Linked DNA regions of Anser cygnoides: region 1 is linked to region 2. A link is a contact called in public Hi-C data. All regions are on one chromosome and are shown on one strand. Each heading gives the region's core, a stretch centred on a gene start, on an enhancer-like site or on the middle of the called end of the contact. The rest is flanking DNA. Distances are from core to core; before and after follow the strand shown. Region 1 holds the start of LRP3 (LDL receptor related protein 3). Region 2 overlaps SLC7A10 (solute carrier family 7 member 10).

Evidence for each region. A called contact is a pair of places that touch in the nucleus more often than the background predicts.
Region 1: a contact with region 2 is called in a Hi-C map of granulosa cells, with 1.6 times the contacts expected there. The contact joins the promoter of LRP3 here to the enhancer-like site in region 2. A contact is called at or near these places in 3 of 7 Hi-C or Micro-C datasets (granulosa cells and liver).

The regions. Positions count from the first base shown.
Region 1 is chr12:11,143,940-11,147,799 of Taihu_goose_T2T_genome, reverse strand. LRP3 (LDL receptor related protein 3) reads left to right here and starts at 1,832. Exons shown (of 6, transcript XM_048068839.2): 1 at 1,832-2,274. The coding sequence starts at 2,208.
Region 2 is chr12:11,090,374-11,094,136 of Taihu_goose_T2T_genome, reverse strand. The region is part of intron 1 of SLC7A10 (solute carrier family 7 member 10); the gene reads right to left. The region is part of intron 4 of LOC106033218 (a long non-coding RNA gene); the gene reads left to right. Among named protein-coding and RNA genes, the nearest start is that of SLC7A10, 20 kb to the right of the region's middle. Within about 2 kb of position 2,071, at least 1 of the 3 cell types and tissues checked has open chromatin away from gene starts, as enhancers often do.

The sequences.
Region 1 (3,860 bases), core at 583-3,082, 54 kb before region 2:
CCTGAAATATCTGAATGGGTACCTGGGTGTACATCAGACAGGCATTGTGTGTGAGAAGTGTCATCTTTTACACGCCTGAGGGAGGACCTGGGACAGGGCTTGGAAAACCCGGCCCTCCACACAGCCGCTTGCTTCCCTCGCCACGCTCAGTGCTGTTATTCCGCAGGATCATTAGCACTCTTGCACATGGCCTTATCTTTAACCTGACTTGGGCAGTACCTGATCTAAACCTGACTCAGATGACAATGGAAGTAGCACAAAGCTTTCAATGTGTGGTAGCACCTATAACTTATTTTGTTGCATCTTTGTGAGAATCTTGTTTGCAGTGAGGGTGCTACTAAACGGTGATGTTTGCTGGTAGCAAATGCCTGGGCTTTATCCCGGCATCCCGTTTCCTCTTACAAATGTTTGTTGCTTTTCACATTCGTCCTCAGACCATGGCGCTTTTGACAGGCTCACTCTGCCACGTCTCATCAGAGCGAAGAGCTGGACCCAGGCCCCAAGACAACTGAATAACTGAGTGGGTTTCTGTGACTGCACAGTGCCTGACGCTGCTTGAAGGGTAGGGAGCTATAGCCGGTGCTAGTGACTTCACACATCTCTCATTAGTGCAGTCAGAGCCTAATGTCGAGTGGACAACCCTTAAATATGAATTTTACTTATTGCATTATTTTAGGGGGAAGCTGGGTAAAAATAGATGTTATTGTTTTGTGTTGCTGATTATATTAATCAATTTTTAATACAATGGGAGAGTTTCTGTTGTAAATAGTATCCCCGCAGACTGTATGCCTGCTGTCTCTCATGGTACAGCCATAGGATGCAAAGATGCAATTTTTTTCAAGCAGGTAGGGAAAACTTCCTGTGTTTGTAGTGAAATACTGCAAGACCTCACCTCTGCCCTGGAAGATTACACCATGCCAGGTGGCAGAGCCCTCATTTGTGCAGGGTAAGGAATGGTGCTGTCACAGAGTTCTGTGTTGGTAGCTGTGGGCTGAGGTAAGGCGCTGCTCAGCAGGCTGCACAGCTCGCGGCAGGGCAGGCCTCTTGGGGCTTTGCACCTTCAAAGGGAGCAGCTCTGCGGGAAGATGTGGGCTGTTGCCGGGGCTCTGGGGAGGGTGGTGAGCACCTGCCACTTGGAAAACGGGGGAAAGTTCAGGGAATCTCTGAGGTAGAGTTGGTTCATTTCTGTAATTGTTTGCCTGGACAAGATTCTTTCATCATCCCTTATTTTGCTATTCAGCTCATGAAGCTCCCAGTTAACTTTGTGGTCCTGCTGCTCCTCGTGAACTTGTGAGACTTTCCCCCGTGCCTTTGTCCGTTTTCAGGGGAGCACTACGGCCTTACAATGCTCCCCTTGACCCCAGTGCGCTGCGGAGCCTCGCTCCGTTCCCTACACGACCAGCTCACTTCAGTTTCGCCCCCGGCAGGCCGGGAGGCGTCTGCGTCCCGTCCCCCGGGGGCACGACCCGCGGAGAGAGCGCGGCCGGGAGCGGGGAGCTCCGAGGGAAGGGCACGGCAGGCCGGGGCCAGCCCTCTACAAGGGGACTGCCGCCCCGGGGGCAGCTCGGCGAGGAAAGGCCGGGCCTCGCCGCCTCAGCGCGGCTCGGGGCCGCTCCCCCGGCAGGGGGGGCCGGCGGGGCGCTGCCTCCCGCCGCGGGGCCGGGGGCTCCTTACAGCCCCCCCCGGCGGGGAGGGCTCGCCATGCCGCCGGGCGCCTCGGCGGCGCGGAGCGGGCCGAGGCGGGGGCCGCGGGTGCCTGACAGGAAACCCGGCGCTGCGCGGGCGGGCTCGGCCCTCGCCTTCCCTTCCGCCGCGGGCTGCGCTCCGCCTGCCGGCGGCCCCTCAGGTGTGCGCGGCGCGGCGCGGAGCGGGGCAGAGCGGGGCGGCGCAGCGCTCCCCTCGCCCTCCGGCCCGGCCGCCGCCGCCGCTACCGCCGCCGCCTCCCGGCGGGCCCGTCACGTGGGGCGGCGGCGCTGCAGCTGCGGTCCGTCCTCCTCCACCTGCCCCGCAGCGCCGGCCGCGGCCATGGGGCTGCGGCGGGAGGCGCCCGCCCCACTGCCGGCTCCCCGGGCGGCGCGGCGGGCCGGCCCCGCCGGCGGCTCGGCGTAGAGGAGAGGAGGGAGCGGAGCTGCCGCGGTTCCCCCGTCCCCGCTCCCCGCCGCGCTGAAGGGCAGGCAGGCGGGCGGGCGGGCAGGCGGCGACCCGCCATGGAGAAGGCAGCGGCCGCGGAGCTCCGGCAGGGCGCGCTGGTGCCGCTCACCGCCATCTGCCTGGGTGAGTGAGAGAGCGAGTGAGTGAGCGGCGGGGCAGGGCCGGCAGCGGGGCGCTGGGGGCGCCGGCACCTGCGGGCCCCGGGGTGTGGGGAGCACGGGGGGTAGCGTCTGGGTGTACCCCCCCCATGTCCCCGTCCCCGCTCCCCGCAGGGACTCGGGTCCCTCCCGCCGGAGGGAGCCTGCCCCGTGCCCTCGGCCGCGGAGCCCGTGCGGTAGCCCCGCGCGTCGCTTCAAAAATCAACCCAAAAAGTTTAGGCGCCGCCGGTGCCTCCGGCAGGCTGAAACTCGGGGGCGGGCAGCGGCTCCTGCCCGCGGAGCAGGGCGGAAAGGCGTTATTTCCCTCGTCCCCTGCCGTGCTCCGCTCCCCTCCTGCCCTCCCGGCCGCTCGGAGCCAGCGCTCCCCGCCGAGCAGGTGTCGAGCGGCGGCGGCGCGATGAGACGGCTCCCGGCTGCCGGGCTGGCAGCCCCTGCCCGCACCCAGGGGGTTCGTTCATCGGGCTGGAAGCGTTGAACGAGCCGAAGAGAGGCCGCCCGGAGGCACCAGGGCCGGGCACGAAGCGGGAGCTGTTGGACCGCTCCGCTCCTGCCCCAAGTGCCGCTGAACCTGAAGCGCAGCGGGGCTGGGGCTGCCTGCGGCTCTGCCGACAGCTGGCTCCGACAAACTGCTATGGCTCGCGGGAGAAAGATGTGCAAAACCCACTGCTGTTCGCTAAGAAAGCGGATTAGAGTGCATTTTTAATAATCCCTGAGATAGGTGGTGTCCCTTACGTAAACCATCAGAAACGGGTGCCTGTGGCTGGGCTGCTCGCTCTGGTCTTGTACAAGTTCTTTTGACATCAGTGCTTGCCTCGGAAAAGGTAGAAAGTTAAAAGCTGCTCTGGTTACTACAAATATATCTATTTTGACTAACGGAAGTACAACCTAAAAAGCTGTCTGAACTACTAAGTTTGAACAGGGGCTGTAGCTGCTGTTACTTTTCTGCAGAGGCTTAAAGGGATGTCAGAAGTGTGTGCAGCATGAGGGTAATGCCTGCTGTACTGTTTATTCAAAGTTAAGGGAAAGATAAAAGTTTCAGCCATTTCTCTGAATTTCTTAGGTGTTGTTTTTTTCCTGTGGCCTGGTCGGACCTTTGTTAAAGCTTTTGTTATTTAACAGGAATAGCACAATTGTTCTAAAAACGAATAATATATGGTTATTGAAGATCATGTGAATTCCAGAGTTTAAGTGAAAGAGCGCTTCTTGTACTTAGCAGTGGGTAATGTGCAGTTGAAAGTTTGCTAGATTTCTGCTTTCTATGACTTCTAGAATTTCACTGTCTGGCTCTTCTTTTCAGCTGGAATGCTTTATTCCTATTCCTTGCACAACTGACAGTAGTGGAAGTTGAGAAACATGAGAGGTGGGAAGCTTGTCAGGTATTCTGCTTCAGCCAACCCTAAGAATATAATAATGCTGCCACTTTGACTATGTTGTGTTTTACTTCCTGCTTGTCTGTCCCTTCCAGTCATCTTTACTTTTTTACTTTTTTTTTTTTTTTTTTTTTTTACTTTACTTTCAGTTCCTGCCCTCTTGCTTCTCCAGCCCTGCTTT
Region 2 (3,763 bases), core at 822-3,321:
AATAACAGGGGGAAGGGAGTAATCACAAACTGGAGGTCACTCAGATGGGATGCAGGCAGGAGCAGTGCCAGGACTGGTATGGGTACCTCTGCCCTTCCCTTTCCTTTCCCTCTGAGACCTACAAGTTTTAGAACTGACATTTTTCTTGGTTTGTATAATTCTGTTCCTTCCCTGATTCTCTGTGAGGAAACAGCCTCCCTTGATGGGTGCTTGGGTGTTGCTTTTGGGACCAGAAGTGCTTTTTATGCACTAAAAAAAAAAAAAAAGTCAGATAAGGAATCATGGCAGCTTGTGCTGAAGGAATGTCCTGATGCAATTGAGTTGCACAATGATTTTCAGAGTTAACAGATTTGTTCTGGGCCTTCCATACTGGGAAGCTACGTGGCTGGAATGGAGTAGGCAAACCTTTCAAGAAGATGGATGAAGAGTTAACGTATTGCTAAAGCATACATAATACTACATAATGATGACATTTATGAATTTTTTTTGGTCATAGTTTCTACTGGTGACTGAAGTGTCACAACGCTCTAAAAACAAATAAGCATTTCTGGAAGACACTAGTTATGCCCTGTTCAAGAACTGCAGCAACCTCTGAATTGAAGCTGAAAAAGAAATAACTCCCTAGGAGCTTAAAAACTGTCCTGACGAAATCCCTCATAGTGCTGCGTACTACTTGTACGTATGAAGACCTTAAGTTACAAGGACACTTAAAGATGATCCCCTACCTGCCAGCACAACACCAGTATATCCCTATTTTTCACAGATCAATGCACCTGGAAATAATGCAGTTTTGGAAGGAGCCAGTGGTATTTTGGGGAATATACAGAATTTGGGACATTCTGCTGCTCGTCTCAATAGACCTGTAGGTTTTAACTTCCTGCTTGGGAGGGGACAGCATTCCTGCTCTGGCAACCCCAGTGCTGAACTGCCTGAACACCCCACTGCTGAGCCCCTGACCCACCCCGTGCCTGCCCCTGACCAGCGCTCTCGTGTTCAAGTAGCTCCTGCTACTTTTGGTAGCAAGCAGTGAATGCAAATGCCCATCCTTCAGTAAGCTGTGTGCAAGTGTTTCCACCTCCATGTGATTTTTGTCACCTTATCATTGTGTCATTATGTGTAGAAAGGAGAAAATCCCACCACAGCATGATATCCCAAGTGGTAACAGACAAGAAATTGAGAAAATCTTCAAGCTCACGTGCAGTGCAGTATCTCTGGAGGTCCCTGAGCACTGAGGTGCTTTCAGGCTGTCTTCATGCCTGGGTTTTCTCTACCTGCTCAGGTACTTTGGCTGTAATGGGAAGATCTGTGGTGGGCTGGAAAGAGGGGGGAAATGGAGAGATCAGTGGCTGGAAGCAGTGTCATCAGGCCATGACATTGAACCCAGGGGAGAGAGAGTTGAGTGCTGGTGAGGTGCGACCACAGTGACAAGGTGGCAGCAGTGATAAAGTGCAGTCTAAATGCACAGACAGAAAGTTGGCAGCTTGCTGTGCTTTTAGATGTGCGCATTTGGCCTTGACAAAGCCCTGACTCACTCCGTGCTTTGGGTTTCCATCCCAAGGAGAGGGCATTGCTCAGCACTGAGAGCCTGAGCACGGGGTGGCAGAGAGCCTGCTGACAGCAAAAAACTGTGGCTTGGACCCAAAGAGCTGAGGAGAGGAGAGATCTGTGGCACAGCACATCTTGGAGTAACACCCTCCTGCTATGGCAAGACCTCCAACACAGCTCTCCTTGTGCATGAGGCTGCGTTACACCAGGAATAGCCAGTACGTCATTTAGTCAAGGTTAAATTGAGGTATAGCCATCTGTAGGAGCAGGACAGGAGGAACTGGCAGCCTTCTGGAGGCTCATTTCATGCAAACATTCACTGAAATTTTTGGTTAAATTAAGTAGTTATATTTAAAAATCTAATGTCCTTCATCGGTGAGTATAAGGCAAAACTCTGTTCCAAACTCATTAGGATTTCCTATTATTTTGCTCACGCAACATGTGCTAAAGTCGTATCAGCTGGAGTGGAAGTGCTACGCCCCTTCTGACAACAAAATGTTCTTATGGAAACGTGCCATGGATATGGCAATGTGCCTGGGAAGTACCTTCGCTTCACTCAGTGTAGACGTGTTTAAAAATAGATATGGTGGAGATACTGAAATGCTTCAAGAAGAGGAGATGCCAGAAACTGCCTGATGAGAAGCAGAATTTTAAGGAGGTACCTTGTTCTTAAGCCAGTAGATTTAGCAGTAAGGCAAATGCTTTACCCACAAATAGGTATTTCTAAGCAAACCCTGGTCAGCAAGAACTGAAGGGAATTTGGAGAGCAATTCCACAGCGAGAACAAAACTGGCTGTGCGGTGCCGGGAGAGTCGCATTACTGAGCTCACTGTGTCAGGGATAATTTGTTCCAGCTTTACTACTGCTGGTACTCCTGATACTCACTACATTTATTTTGTTCTTCTGAGAAGTGAATAGGTGGAAAAAAGGAATTCTTTCTTGTAAAACAGTCACACTTTCCACTCCTCTGTGGCCTTTGCTAGAGCTTCTTGCAGCAAAGCTACATATTCAAACCTAAAGGAAACTAATGCTTAAATCACATGTATTCATGTCTTATAATACAGAATAAGATCTTTAGATCCATGCATATGTATGTTTATATATATAAATTCCTTTTGGAAATAATATAGCCTTAACCTTGACTGGGAGATATCAGCCAGGTACTGGGAAGCTGTGTGACCAATTCCAACAAACCAGCACTAAGCAACTACAACAAACACCACCTCAACTACCAAGGCTGAATCATGAGCTTCCCATGTGGGCAATGTTCCCCCCACCTTCGGATCAATCCAACAGAGGGGCTGATGCATTCACACAGCACAACAACTTGGGCAAAGCCCGTGAATACACACTTGTGTTGCTGTGCACCCCTCGCTTGCTCCAGGTGCTCAGTGCATTTCACCAGCCACAAAAGCAGAGGATAGAATGAGGCTGAGCCATCTGAAGTGGGGTAAGTGAAGTGTGATGGAAATCAAGGGCTGGGACTTACAGCAAACATGTCTGAAAGGAAGACTTTACCCCTGAATGTGTCCAGGAGTGTAGGACGTGACTGAGCAGGTATGATTTGCTAGGAGCTGAAATTTGAGTGAAAAGTGCAAGAGATAATGGCTTTTTTGCACTTGCTGAGCTATGCCGTGAGGAGAAGCAGGGACAGCCTATTGAGAAGGGACAAATGATGATAAAGAACATACCAGAAGACAATCACAATGTAACACTTCTGTTTAATTGCTTTGTTCAGGGTAAGGCATGTTTGTTACTGCAGTGGCAACGGCAGAAGAAATATTTTTAGCCTTTTTTCATATTATGCAGTGTGAAATTGCATATACAGGACACTTCCAACATGTGCAATGGGAATGCTTCCGCTGTCACCCAAACCAGTGAAAGATTGCCTTGCACTAAAAGCTCTGATTCTGTGTTGCTTTTGTAGTTCTTACTTTAAGTGTAGAAACTCCTTCAGAGAAGTATATAAATAACATCCAGCATGTCTGTCTTGGGTACCTGCCACCACACCTGGGTGCCTTTGTTGTTTGTGGCCTCTGACCTTCCGCTGTCCCTGTGAGTGGCACTAGGGGCTTAAGGCAGAAAAGAGTACAGAAGTTTTTGATCTTGGCCACAAACCAAAAGCACGCTCTTAAACTCGCTCAAGTTAAAATCCTGACTGAGGCTAACGGAGTTCATAATTCATGTATGAACCAGCAGACCAAGTGAAGTCTCTTCT